Regions from separate parts of the Ovis aries genome. Here region 1 is linked to region 2. The links are chromatin contacts, called in public Hi-C maps. All regions are on one chromosome and are shown on one strand. Each heading gives the region's core, a stretch centred on a gene start, on an enhancer-like site or on the middle of the called end of the contact. The rest is flanking DNA. Distances are from core to core; before and after follow the strand shown.

Evidence for each region. A called contact is a pair of places that touch in the nucleus more often than the background predicts.
Region 1: a contact with region 2 is called in a Hi-C map of liver, with 2.3 times the contacts expected there. The contact joins two enhancer-like sites. A contact is called at or near these places in 4 of 16 Hi-C or Micro-C datasets (liver, mixed tissues, muscle and 1 more).

What each region holds. Positions count from the first base shown.
Region 1 is chr3:28,067,485-28,074,725 of ARS-UI_Ramb_v3.0, forward strand. SDC1 (syndecan 1) reads right to left here. Exons shown (of 5, transcript XM_027966535.2): 2 at 1,414-1,495; 3 at 1-475. Among named protein-coding and RNA genes, the nearest start is that of SDC1, 18 kb to the right of the region's middle. Within about 2 kb of position 4,342, at least 5 of the 54 cell types and tissues checked have an H3K27ac peak or open chromatin away from gene starts, as enhancers often do. A contact at or near this core is called in liver, where this site is marked.
Region 2 is chr3:27,824,771-27,831,643 of ARS-UI_Ramb_v3.0, forward strand. It overlaps WDR35 (WD repeat domain 35), which reads right to left. Exons shown (of 25, transcript XM_060411850.1): 13 at 5,556-5,665; 14 at 4,862-5,072; 15 at 829-909. Among named protein-coding and RNA genes, the nearest start is that of TTC32, 24 kb to the left of the region's middle. Within about 2 kb of position 2,786, at least 2 of the 54 cell types and tissues checked have an H3K27ac peak or open chromatin away from gene starts, as enhancers often do. A contact at or near this core is called in liver, where this site is marked.

The DNA of each region.
Region 1 (7,241 bases), core at 3,092-5,591, 240 kb after region 2:
TGCTCCCCAGAGCCCTCTCCCACTGGGATCTGGGTGGAGGGGTCCTCCTCAGCCACCTTCTCAGTGGCAGGAGGACCTCCATCCTCCGTGTGGGGCGTGTGCGGCTCCAGATGGCCCCGGCCTGTGGGAGCCGAGGTCTCATGGTGGTCGGGCTGCACGTCCCTGTGGGGATGGGAGGTGGCGGGTCCCGGGGCCATGGTGGCTCTGGCTGTGGACACGCTGTGAGTGGTCGGGTGCAGCGTGGTCTTACTGGGTGGGTGGGTGGCCTCCTTCTCCTGGGCGGTAAGGCCAGGCTCCACCTCTGCCAGGAGCACTGCCCCACCCTCCTCAGGCTGCTCTCCAGTTGGCAGGATGGTGGTGGAGGTGGCGATCGCATCTGGGCTGGTGGGCTCTGGAGCCGTGGCTGTGGTCGTCACGGGCCCCAGGTCCTTCCAGGTGGAGGGCATCTGTGATGAAGTGATATCCGGCAAAGCACCTGCAGGGCCAGAAACAGAGCTTGTGGGGTCAGGAAGGCCCCCGAACATCAAGAGCAGCCAAGCTCAGACCCCGGCTGTGACTCCCAGGCCAGCACAGCAAAGTTTTCTTCCCATGAGAAGCTGTGGGGCAGAGCTGTGTGTGTGTGCTAAGTTGCTTCGGTTGTGTCTGACTCTGTGCAATCCTATGGACTAGCTAGGGCTAGGAAAGCTGCCCTTTTCTGCTGCATCTGTAAGGGGTTTTCCTGCCACTGCTGAAGCGTGCTCCCTGGGCGGAGGGGTTGGGGGCACATCCTCAGGGCCCTGAACACCTTATCCTCAGCACACATACCACTTGGCCCCTCCCTGCTCCACTCACTCTCCCTCCAGAAAGGTCCAGGTTCCCAAGAACAGAGGCCTGTGTCTTACCTCCCAACTCCAAGGCCCCCTTGCCTAGGCCACTTACCCCAAGGATGACTGTAGCCCCCCCTTCTGAGGTCAAGTTCAAGAGCACCTCCTCTGGGAGGCCTCCCTTACTACCTCCAGTTCAAGGATTTCACTCCCTCGGGGAAATGGGAAAAGAGGGAAGATAAAGGAACATTTGTGGACAATCTGTACTCCCACCAAGATCTGTGTAGTCTCATGGCTCCCAACAACCTTATAAAGTCAAGATGTTATTCCCATTGTACAGATGAGAAAATAGAGGCTTGAAGAAGTTAAAAAAAAAAAATCCTTTCAAAGGTTTCCCAGTGAGTTAAAAAGGAGAACATGAGCCCAAGTCTGTCTGCGGCAGGCAGCCCCCACAGGAATCTACACCCTGCCCTCCCCAACCCACACGTGTTTTCTCCTTGCAGCATGGACCCAGTTCTCATTCCTGGCATAACCCTTCAGGCCCAGCCTGACCACCACCCTCAGCCCACGGCCTGCTGACATCCTGGAGGGGGCCCTCATGTCCACTCACCTGCACCCGAGCCAGAGAAGTTGTCATTGTCGTCCCCAGAGCCGTCCTGATCTTCGGGGGGCATGTTTATGGGCACACTGTGCTGGAAAGAGATCAGGGAAGGATAAGAGTGGAGTTTTCACTGGGGCCTGCTATTCCGGGGCCCCCATCCTAGGCAGCTGAGTGCTGCACCCGAACACACACCCCACACCCAGCACAGAACGAAGCCCTCAGCTCTAGAGGGCAGTCCCCTGGTTCCCCCCTACACCCTCCACTCCTATGACGACACAGCCCTGGGCAGGTACTGGGGGTAAGGCCCTTGCCCCAAGAAGCTCAGTCTACCGAGGGAGCCCCAGAACCGAGGAGCAGACAGACAACACCATTACTGGAGACCCAGGTGGTGGCCTCTGTGGGACCACAGCCCACCCTACTCTGAGGATCAGGTCCTGGGGGCCACTGGCCAGGGGGCTTCAGGTTTCAAGAGTGGGGCTTTCAAGGGGCCCCTGGAAACAACATCACAACCACCTGGCTCCAGGGAGGCCATCCCCAGGCATGCTCAGCATCAAGGTGCAGACCCCGAGGGCCCCACGGGGGCAGGGGGTGGGGGCAGCAAGGATGGGCATGGAGTGAGTCGTCTGTGCTGAGACAGGCCTGCCCACCCAGGTCAGCCCCTAGGCCTGGCCTCGATGCTTGGTCACACACTCAGCCCATTTTCTCATTCACAGGAGAAACTGGGTCCCTCCCTCTTGGGGAAGGAAGGACAGAGCATCCATCAAGCTGAGGACAGACGAGGCTGATCTAGAAGGGGCCCTGGGCTAAGGAGGCAAATGGGCCGTGGGCCTGGGGTGGGTCCTGTGGGCAAACAGCCACCCCAGGGAAGCTGCCTGCCTGGGGCCAAGCCCAACAGGCTGCAGGTGTCAAAGTGAACACTCAGACCCAGGCCCTGAGGCAAGGGGCCGGTCCGGCAAGACCAGGTAGTGGGGACGTTGAACTGGCCGGGGCAGAAACCCAGTCATGAGGGGACCACGCCCACCCCTAACACTGGCTCCAGGAGAACAGGTGAGGAAAGGAGGACCCAGCAGCCGGGTGGCAGGAAGAGCAGCCTTAAGTATCTTGTGCAGCAACAAGGCTTTGACCCAAATGACCCTGTGTGGCAGTCCCAATATATGAGCGGCCAGAACAAAGAATAAATGAAGAAGTGGGACAGTGTAGTTCAGAGCACATGGGCTTTTGCAAACCCCCTGACCTCTGCCCCTTACTAGCTGAATGGGCCTGAGGACACAGTAAACCTCTTACAGCCTTAGTCTTCCCATTTGTAAAACGGGAACAGCAGTAATATCAAAATCCCACACGTGCATGCTAAGTCGCTTCACTTGTGTCCAACTCTTTGTGACTTTTTGGACTGTAGCCCACCAGGTTCCTCTGTGCACGGGATTCTCCAGACAAGAATACTGGAGTGGGTTACCATGCCCTTCTCCAGAGGATCTTCCCAACCCTGGGGTCAAACACATATCTCCTGTGGTTCCTGCACTGCATGTGGATTCTTTACCACTGAGCCACTGGGGAGCCTTTCTACATGCCCAGATTGTTGCACAAGTTCAATAAGGTTATGCACAAAAAAGAACCTAACAGAGCCTGGTTCACAGTGGTGAACCCACCACCCAAGCATCCCACCAACAGTGTCTCTAACTTGCTCTGTGCTCTAACTTGGGGAGCAAGAGCCACTCGGCATGGGAAAGAGGATCCTGGGGCCTGTCCAGGAAGAGGAGGGCTGGAGGTGGGTAGGGTTTTAGGAGAAGAGGGGGCAGAAGGGAGCCAGTACATAGGCAGCTCTGTGCAGACTTGTTAGAGGGCAGGTTCCGCCCAAGGCTGGGATCCAGGGAACTGGCCTCCTCAGCCCAAGAGGCCTCGCCAGGTCCTAGCCACGGGCCAGGGGCTGCCCTCTTGAGTGGGGCAGAGCAGGAAGGGACAGACAAGACCTTTGGCCTCCTGAGGCAGAGCTAAACCAGGTGGAGGCTCCATCCAGGGGCCCAGGTCCGAGGGAAGCTTCAGACACGTGTAGAAATGATGAGGCTAGAAATACCACTGAGCTTCCTTTGAAAGTACAAAACCCACACTGAACTTCCTTCCCTCTCCGCAGCCCCTCAAGAAAAAGATTTTGGTCACTCTGTCTGAGCTGCCATGGCCCATTCACACTGCATAGATTCCACCTGCACCCTGAGCCACATCCTGTCTGTATTGTCCCCTGGGGTGCTTCAAACACCTGCCCTGCCTCCATGGAGCTTTAAAGCTGCCCTGGGCTCCTGGAAGGCTACCCTGCTTCAGTAACAAAGAACCCTGCCCCTAAGGCAGGTGCAGAGTGGGTATCCCCATCCTGACCTACTGCTGCCCCAGGCCCCCAGCAGATGCTCCTGACAGGAAAGCTTGAGGTGGACAAGCATTCAGGGGACCCCACCCACCCACACTCACTCACTGAGACCCCCACCTTCACTTCACCCAACACCCTCGAAGATCTGGAGGAGACCCTAGGTGGTAATGCTCTATTTCCCACCCTTGGAGAGAAAGCTGGAGCTGGAGCTGGGGGTCAGGGCTGCAGCCACACCAGCCTGGACCACATGACGTGAAGCAGAAGGCAGCATCCCCGGGGCCAGGCAGGCCCTGTTTCATGGACGGGGTCTCTGAAACCCTCAAAGAACACTGAGAGCCCATCCACCCCGGAGGCGCCACTTGAGACGCAGGCAAAGCCAAGGAGGCCCAGCCTCTCACCTACACAGAGGCCCCGACAGGTTAGCAGTTTCCCAAGAGAAGGGTTTCTCTCAGGACGAGATAAGACTTTGGATTGGCCCAGTCCCTAAAAACAATTTGTTTCTTCATCTTGGCTGGGCTTATCCCGCTGCGATCTTGTTTACACAACAAGCTCTTAAGCAAACACTTTCTCCCCTGAAACCTGCTCCCAGGCCTCAGGGCAGCCTCTCCCCTTTTGGGGCTGGGTCTCCACTGAGGGGATGGGCCTCAGTGACCTCCCAGATCTCCCGCGGCGTGAGCCTCCCCATGACAGCTGCAGCTCCCTGGGGAGGAAATCAGCAGAAACTGCTGAGGTTGATCTTGCCTCACCAGGTGCCGGCTGATGCTGGAGGTTGGGAGACTTCCGGTTTCACTCAGCGGCCAGGCCATGCTATGAGCCTGTGGTCAGCTGCCTCCAGGGCCCAAAATAGGGCTCTCCTGGGCACGGCCTCTTGACACTGACCTGAGACCACTTGGCCAAAACGTAGGTATGCCAGGGGCAGGTCGGCCCAGTTTGGAACCCACCTCAAGCAGCCTGGGAAGACAAAAGAGAGCCAACCAAACCTCTAAGGAAGCCTTTAGCCTCTGTAAGGCCCAGAAAACCAGTTTTTCATACAACAAATCAAAAGCCCTATGAGTAGGTCTAGACGGTCACATACTTAGTCTACTCAAAGGCAAACTTGGTCTGCTGAATCTGGTCCTTCCCACCACCAGCACAGACCCTGGAAGCCCAGGGCCTGAGAGGCCAAAGCCAGGTGTGGCTGGGCATCTGCAGCAGATAGATACACAGAGGCTAGGGCACAGGAAGCCCGAGAGGAATAGCCAGCCCACCTCATCTCGGCCATGCTGGTCTTCAGGCCACACCGAGGCTGTGAGAGGAGGCCCCCTCCCGCCGCCTCCCGAGAGAGGATTTGGGGTTAGGGGTCTGGGAGAGCAGGACAGGGAGTGTGAAAGGAGAACCTGGTCTCTTGACACTAGAAATATTTGCCATCCCTTTCTTAATGTTAGCCTTTGATTTGAGGCAGGCAGGCCTCTCCTGAGATAAGGGGACGACAGAGGATGAGATGGCTGGATGGCATCACTGACTCGAAGGACGTGAGTCTGAATGAACTCCGGGAGTTGGAGATGGACAGGGAGGCCTGGTGTGCTACGATTCATGGGGTCGCAAAGAGTCGGACATAACTGAGCAACTGAACTGAACTGAACTAAGGTGGGGTCTTGCCCAAGGCCACCAGGCAGTGAACTGTCTGCACACTCACAGGCAGTGCTTACACCCCTCGTCTGCCATCTCTCTCCCTCTGCCCTGCCCCAAAGGATCATATTCCCTGATAGCTCAGCTGTTTTAAGGGAAAATTGCCTAAGTCTCTTCCCTGGTGGCTCAGATGGTAAAGAATCTGCCTGTAACGCGGGAGACCTCTGAATTTGATCCCTGGGTTGGGAAGATCCCTTGGAGAAAGGAATGGCAACCCACTCCAGTATTCTTGCCTGGAGCATTCCATGGACAGGGGCCTGGACAGCTACAGTCCATGGGGTCGCCAAGAGTTGGACATGACTGAGCAACTTTCACTTCACTTGCCCAAGTTTCTACAATGTTCCGCAGGCCCCAGGAGTCCTGGGATGCACACGTATTCCTCACCGAATAAGGGTTCCCAACCCCTGCCTAGCAGCTGAGACCCAGGTGCTGGTCCAACTTCAGAGGTGCAGAGGGGATGGCATGGCCAAGCAAGGGTCAGGTTCATCAGAGGTTGAGGGTCTTCATCACCAGGCTGCCTGCCATTCCCAAGAGCATGTCAGGAGTCTGTAGGCAGAGGGCTGGCAGAGAAGCTTCAAGAAGGCAGCCTCAAGGGGAATTCCCTTCTGGTCCAGTGGTTGGGACTCCGTGCTTCCACTATAGGAGGCACTGGTTCCCTCAAGCCCACTCCTGCCATCTCTCACCTGCAACTGGCCATAGGAGGGCCTGGGGCCGTGTGACAGCATTCCTCCAAGACACCCTGGGCATGTGCATAAAAGTTCCTTGGGACAATCATACATCGGAATACCAAGTGGGCATCTCAAATGTTCAGGTGAGGGGCTTCTACTTCCAGGCTGACCAGAGAGGTTGCCCATTCTGGCCCCTGACCCTTGCCACCCCATCAACCCATAGCCACCAGGGCCAAAGATTATGGTTTCCAACCCACACCCTGACTCACTAACACGTCACCCACTACTTGATCTAAGTGATGGATAAATGCAAATCCTTTAAAAGCTGAGGTGACATGAGAAAAGTACAATATCATGCAAGGTCACAGATTTTGACAGTAAAGAGGGTTTCAACTTCAAAACTCAGGGACCACCATCCAGGGGTTTGGGGGAGAAGAGAGGGTAAGAAACAGTATGATCTTGACCCTGGTGAGCTCCCAGGTTACAGCCCCCACTCCAGGAGGCTTCTGGAAGGGGGAGTTGCCCAGGCTGGGGCACAGAGGGTCATCGTGCTGAGGGCTATAGAGGAGGATGGTGAAGTCCACAGCCAGACCCCAGAGAGGTCAGCACTTAGCTCTAAGTCACAACTTCAGCAACACTGCGCCCTCACTTGCAGACTGTGCAGCCAAGTGGGAAAGGGGGGGTTAGGTGTCTGTTGGTTGGAATGCTCTGTGTGGTGACAGAGCTTTGGCCGCTGTGGTAGGAGCCCAGTCCCTGAGTCCACAAGGTCCAAGTACTGCCCCTTGTCACAGGGCCCAGGTCACGGACTTCCCCAAGCAGCCAGCCTCGGTGCCAGGGCCAGGGCTGAGGACAGGGGGTGGGGGGCCCAACTGGTTCCATAAGCCCAGGTTGAAGGGGGAAGAGAGGGTAAGAAACTTACTTTTCTTACATTTCATGAGAATGAACGTACATTTCATGAGAAAATGTACTTTTCTCATGAGGCGGCCCTACAATCACGCTGGGATAAACACTCCTCGTTCCATCCCATCAAAATCCCACACAACAGCAGGCATTCTCGAGAGGCTTAAATGAGTTTCATGGGTTTTTTAAGTCTTTTTTACCAGTTTCTTGGTCAAATCTATGGATCTAAGTGGGGGAAAAAAGCT
Region 2 (6,873 bases), core at 1,536-4,035:
CCTTTTGGTATGTCTGCGATGTTAATACTGTTGACATGCAAACAAAATTTGGGGTGGGGGCCATTCCTGCTGCTTTTGTGTGGTCATCATATACAGAAAAGACTGGATCACAGTAAAAGGTGCAATTTACATTATCAAACTAAAATATGAAAACATGTTATAAAATGGAACATTTCTGGAAATTTGAAATCTACTATCCCAATTCCAAAAAACATACATAGTACATAGGAAAATAAACACTTTGGATAAAATGAAAGTAAACTTGCAATATATTCTCAGAGTAAAAAACTCTCAAAGATGGTGATCACACCTTTGACCTCAATGAAGGTCAAAGCAGTTCAAAAACCATCTGGAATTTAGAAAGATTACTTTATAAAACCTGAAAATAAAAATGGAAGGAAGGTGGACCTCCAAACAATAAGTTACTCAAATATTCTAGAGCAAGAAAAAGACTAAAGAAAATTATCAAATACTTCTTCAGCCTTCTCTGTTATTAACATAAAATAATGACAACTAACTACCCTTTCTGAGCTCTTGGTCCTAGCACTCCACTAACTGCTTTCTACTCATTATCTTACAAAATAACAATCCTATAAGAAAGGTATTATTACTACTCACATTTTATAGAGATAAAAACAGGCTCACAAGCAGGAAAGGAAAATGAAACTTTAAACGATGAAGGAAGCTGTCTAAAGTTTGTGTGAGTGACAGAGCAGGGCTGGAATTCTGCAACCCACACTCCTAACCATACCCCATACTGCCCAGGACAAAAACGAATTCCAGTCAAGCCAACAACAGAAATGTAACTGTTTTTTTAACAAGAATTACCTTTAATATCTCATCCAAAAGAACAGATTTAATTTCTAAATCCTCAAAGTTACAGATATATCCAGAAGTCTGAATGGGTTCCTTTAAAGACAAAAACAAATGTTATGTTTAAAAGTACAAAATTTCCCTTCTTTGACTTATCATGATTTTAAATTTTATTATCAAAATTCTCAAAACAAAAAAGTAGAGAGAATGTCATTAACACCCACATACCTACCATCTAAATATTAACAGTTTGGAGATATACTTCAGTCAATTTTTTGGCTAGAGTATTTTAAAGTAAAGTAAATCTAGAGACATCATGACTTTCACTCCTATTTCAGTATGTATCTAAAACATAAGGATGTTCTCTTACATAGCCATATGAAGATGATCACACCTCACATAAGCAGTATTAATTCACTAATGGGATCCAGCATCAGCTTCTGAATTAATCCAAAGATGGTTTATACGGTTTGATAATTCTCATTCATTCCATGTAACATTAAATTTAGTTCTTAATGAAATTTGTATCTAAGTGTGTACATATATATATATAGATAGATAGATAGATAGATATCAAAGAAGTTTCCTACCATGAAAAGTACGTCCTCTGTAACATTAGCCAGAGGGTATTGTTGATAGATTCATTCCCTATATGAGATTTAATTTGACAACATGGAAATACATGAATGTGCTATATGTCTCTTTCTTGCCCTAGTGTTATACAGGCTTGTAGAAATAAAGAAGAGAAAATGCATATTATAATGTAAAGTAGCTGTCCTAAACCCCTAGTGGAAAAAATAGGTTAAAATATTATATAAAAAAGAAATAAACTCCCAATATACTTAATACCTCCAAGAACACTGCAAAAAGAATAGGATAATGTCTGATAATGAAAATAACTCACGAATGCAATTTTTCAAAATATATGTGTAAAGTCATAAAGAAATAGAAAGTAACCTAAAATCCAAATGCAATAATGTATCAGATTTATAACTCTGAAAGTTAGTGCTTCATATATAATAGAAACTTAAAAATTATAATAATAGGAAGACACTAAAAAGGTAAAAATAAGTAAATATTGAATCATATTTAGTTTGCACTTAATATGTCTAAGTTTAATACTGAGGCTCTTACAGGCATATTATACATGTTCATTAGGTTTTAAAATATATATTTTCTTTAAAAAGTAGAAATTGATTAAAATTATATGAGAAAACTTTATAAAATCCCTACACTTCCTCAAAAAATCGTATTACATAAAGGCAAATAGTATGCTTTTATGAACAGAAAGAATCAGAACAAAATTTAACTCACAAACAAGTACACGTGATGAAATATTTCTTATAAACTGTAGGAACCTTTTAGAGGCTTTCTTTTGGTACTACATGTAAACCAAGTATACCTGTATAAGAAGGTTCATCACTAGAAAATTTTTTCTTTCTAGTTAGATAATTCAACAAAGCAAGACAGACAAAAGCTAAAGTCATAAAAGATGATCTGTGGATAAAAAATAACACCAAAAACAAAGAGGAAAGGAGAATCAGAAAGGTAAGCAGAGTGATCAGCCAGGATCAAGATGGCACAGGAAGACCCTTTGTCGCTTTAGGACAGAAGACGATGTCCTAAAGGAGTTCTAGTAAGTCCAGTTTTGAAGAGTATGTCCTCGCGTGCTAGAGGCACAGCAAGAAGGGTAACTGACCAAACAGGGACCACAGCCAGCCAGTGTTCTCGTGAATGAAAACAGCAGCTTAGCATGGTTTATAAAGAAATTCAGTCAGTGGTTAAGTCGTTAAGAAATTCACCTACCTCTGAATCTAACAGAAAACTGAAATACTTGCCAAGCCAGACAACAAACTCCAAAAATAAACAAATAAAAGGTTGTTCTTTCGAAACTACTTAAGAAACACTTTCCACTAAGCAAAGATTTGCCCTGGTCCTGGACTCACCATGTGTGCTGCACACACACTATAAACAGCCAGGCATAATCCTCTCACTTCTCCAGGCACATGATTTCAAAATCAGTCTAAATAGGGCCAGCAATGGATAAAGGACCCTCACATTCAAAAAGTATTTCACTTCCATCCTCCAGTTTATCCCATGGTTACCTGCCAAATTTCCACACTTGTTTCTTTGGAAAGGTCAAGATTTCTTTAAACCTTTGAAAGACAGCGGTGCTTATACAGGTTAAAGGCAACACCCTGAATGCCCTTCCTTTGAGCCACTGGTGGTAGTAGCCGCTCAGTCGTGTCCGACTCTTTATAAGCCTGCCTGGCTCCTCTGTCCTTGGAATTCTCCAGGCAAGATTACTGGAGTGGGTTGCCATTCCTTTCTCCAGGGGATCTTCTGCACCTAGGGACTGAACCTGGGTCTCCTGCACTGCAGGCGATTCTTTACTATCTGAGCCACCAGGGAAGCCCTTTGAGCCATTACTCAGGGTCTAAAATTACAAAGATCCATAAGACACCTGGCTTCCCTGGTGGCTCAGATGGTAAAGCGTCTGCCTGCAATGCGGGAGACTCAGGTTCTATCCCTGGGTCATGAAGATCCCCTGGAGAAGGAAATGGCACCCCACTCCAGTCCTCTTGCCTGGAAAATCCCATGGACGAAGGAGGCTGGTAGGCTACAGTCCGTGGGGCCGCAAAAAGTCGGTCATGACTGAGTGACTTCATAAGACACCTAAGAGCTTTAACTAAGCCTTTGAGAGCAATTTACATCAGGTCATTGGCCAACCCAAAGATCCTGAAGGGAAGGGAAAGTCGCTCAGCCATGCCCCAAAGATCCTGAATAGGGCTCAAATAAGTATATAATTTAGGATATTAAAACTGAAAATAATTTAAGATATTAAAAGGGCAAATAGTTTACCACTATATAAATTATTACAGAAAATCTTCAGTAACTCAGAGGCCCCAGCATGTACTTTTTTCCCAAGAAGGAAACTACAGGTCCAAACAAACATCAGTTACAGCCATAAAGCACGTATCAAGTCATCTCTTATTATTTCCACTGCTGCTGCTGCTGCTAAATCACTTCAGTCGTGGCCAACTCTGTGCGACCCCAGAGACAGCAGCCCACCAGGCTCCCCAGTCCCTGGGATTCTCCAGGCAAGAACCCTGGAGTGGGTTGCCATTTCCTTCTCCAATGCGTGAAAGTGAAAAGTGAAAGCGAAGTCGCTCAGTCGTGTCTGACTCCGAGCAACCCCACGGACTGCAGCCCACCAGGCTCCTCCATCCAAGGGATTTGCCAGGCAAGAGTACTGAAGTGGGTTGCCATTGCCTTCTTCAACTAGTGGAGTACAATAAGAGCACTGAAAATTTCAAATAGAAAATCCACAGGTAATTCAAAAATTGTTTAAAAGATTTATCTTCTTAATTATGTTTTGGTTAGGCTACCACTCAAATTTTGAATTCCCAAACACAATAGCTAAGAATTACAGAGCAGACTGACAGGAAAGTTCAGTGCCTAAAAATCAGTTGATGTGAGTCACAAGTAGAAAATTAAAAATATAACTTTAAAAATCAGTGAGAAAGGAGCATTCTGACACACCAGAGAGAGATTAGTCATCGTCCACAAGATTATCAGGATGAGAAAGAACATGGATTACCGGCTGATAAAGTTCATGTAAATAAAAATGAGACAAAGGTGAGCACAGAACAGGCAAAATAGAATGAAAGGACAAGGGAACTTCAAAACCACTTTTTGGTTAGGTTGCCTTAAGCAACTTTGGTAAATAAGACTACAGATTCTTTTAAAAAACTTTGACAGGGGAAGAAATAAAGACTATACAGTTAGTGACCAAGGTTCCATCTTTTAAATAGAACAGATAATGCTTAGAAAGTACCTTTCAGTGAAAGTAGAGAATATTTAAAAGATAAATGTTAACCCCACTTAAGACCAAATATTTTTGAGTTCCACAGAAATGTTCCTATTTAGTTTCAGAATTCATGCAGCCAACACTAACAAATTTCTTGAAGAAACAAAGGAGAAATGTCCAGGTTTTGGTTTTTGGCTCATTATTTATGCACCATTAATGCTCATTTCTTGGTTTTACCTCAGGATCCAAGTTTCTGAAAACATACATTCTTGTTTTCTCCATCACTGCAAACAAATCAGGATTATCTTTGGCCCACTTCATATCCCAGACATCTTTTCGCTCCAGTTTTAACAACTCGCCAACGACTTGCTGTCCTGTGCTGTCTGTCACTCGAGCATCCAAGTCAAAGAAGGTTAGAACTCCTAAGATGTCGATGATAGCAAGGCGGCTGAAAGCGATGAAATTGGAGGAGGGGGAGAAACAGTAATCTCACATTCATGAGTATAATCACCTATCACCATTCTTCAAAATAACTTCATCAGAACCCAGGAAGAAGATAGAAATGGCTTTAACTAATTCACTTTAAACAAACATTTATAAATTTGATAGAAGACACGGGGTACTTTCCATTTTGCTTCCTTGAGAGAAAAAAGTATCCAAGGGACTAAAGCAACTGGTATGCAAATAACCTAAAATATTACAGTAGAATTTCTATATTTTGCCCAATTAGAGAAAAACATATATATATGTGTGTATGTGTGTGTGTGTGTGTATGTGTTCCTAATAAATATAATATTTAAATACAAATATAGTATAGTAAAACCACACTGGACTATACAAGTTGAAAACAAACACACGTCTTTGCATTTGTTACATAAATAAAACAATCCCAGCGGATGACAGTCTACCTATGGAAAGTTTTCAGACTTACCTAGAGTTGCAATTCAAGGATAATTGGTAGGCTTGACAATCAAGGAAATATTTTTGAATCAAACCAACGTTAGGAAGACTGTATCTCTGAAAGGTGCCAGATTCACGACTCTACAGAAAATATTTTTGATTACTAAAGCCTATGTACCATAATAACATTAAATTACAACTACAGGTCTCTCTATATGTTCATACATTTGCTTCACATCCAAAGCGGTAGTGTCACAGTGAATTCTCAATTCTGATACTGATCATGTTCTGAGTACATATTTACCTCCTAATTTAATTAAAACCTTTTTAAAGTGGCTGAAGATGATCTAATATTTTTCATGTAATATCCAAGAAAAAAAGTCAGAAACCTAGTTCTTTTTAATATACAAAGTCTTATATCAGATGGAAGACATATCTAGGGTTATTTACAAGTGTCTAGGTTAATATTCAGGGTACACTGAAAGATAACATATACAGCACCTACTGAACTAAATTTCATATACATGAAAAATAAATATAAGACTACCATATGAATACAGTTGTCACTGACAGTCTGTGTTGTCATCCTTTAGCCATCTATATGATACCAGTTCATGGCAAAAGGTGATGATCAGAAAGCAGTGATATAGCGAGTACTATTTCAATGTGTTTAAACATAGAACAGAAGGTAAGTTTCCATGCAACTCTGTGCAAGCTTAAGGCTGACAAATCAACAGAGCAACAGACAGCGAAACCCTACTGTGCTTGGGGCCATGGCAATGGGAAAAAACAGGAGGCTGCCCTCAGCCCACTGTTCCCTCTCCCTTTCTACCAGGAGCAGCTCTCTCCTCTGCGCATGCTTCTGCAGAGGGCCTGTCAGGAAGACTGGAGAGGGCAAGGGACTGGTAATGAGGGCAGATATTTTTTTAACCTACAAAAGACAGGTACAGGCTTTAAAAGATTTCATATATTGAAGTATGCAATCAGATTTTGTTTTTTAAAAAGTAGGTCCTATAACTTTGAGTTTGAAAACGTCATAGTTTTAAAAGCTTTTTATATTTCAACAGTGGATAGCTTTCAATGCAGAAGGTATCTTTACCACTAAAATTTTTGCTAGTATTAAAACTGTCTGAGTGTTTCTTATAGGGAGACTCTCTCATTTAGGAATTAAGTCCATTTTTATGGTTGATCTGACTTGCATTTTCTTTTTATTTTTTCCTGCAAATGTCAGAAACACAACTAACACAACCAAAAAACGTGCTGTGTAACAAAGAATATAAAAAGAAAAGACTCTCTACAGAGCTGACTGTAAGACAAACTGCTTAAAACATACACCAAATTCATTTGGT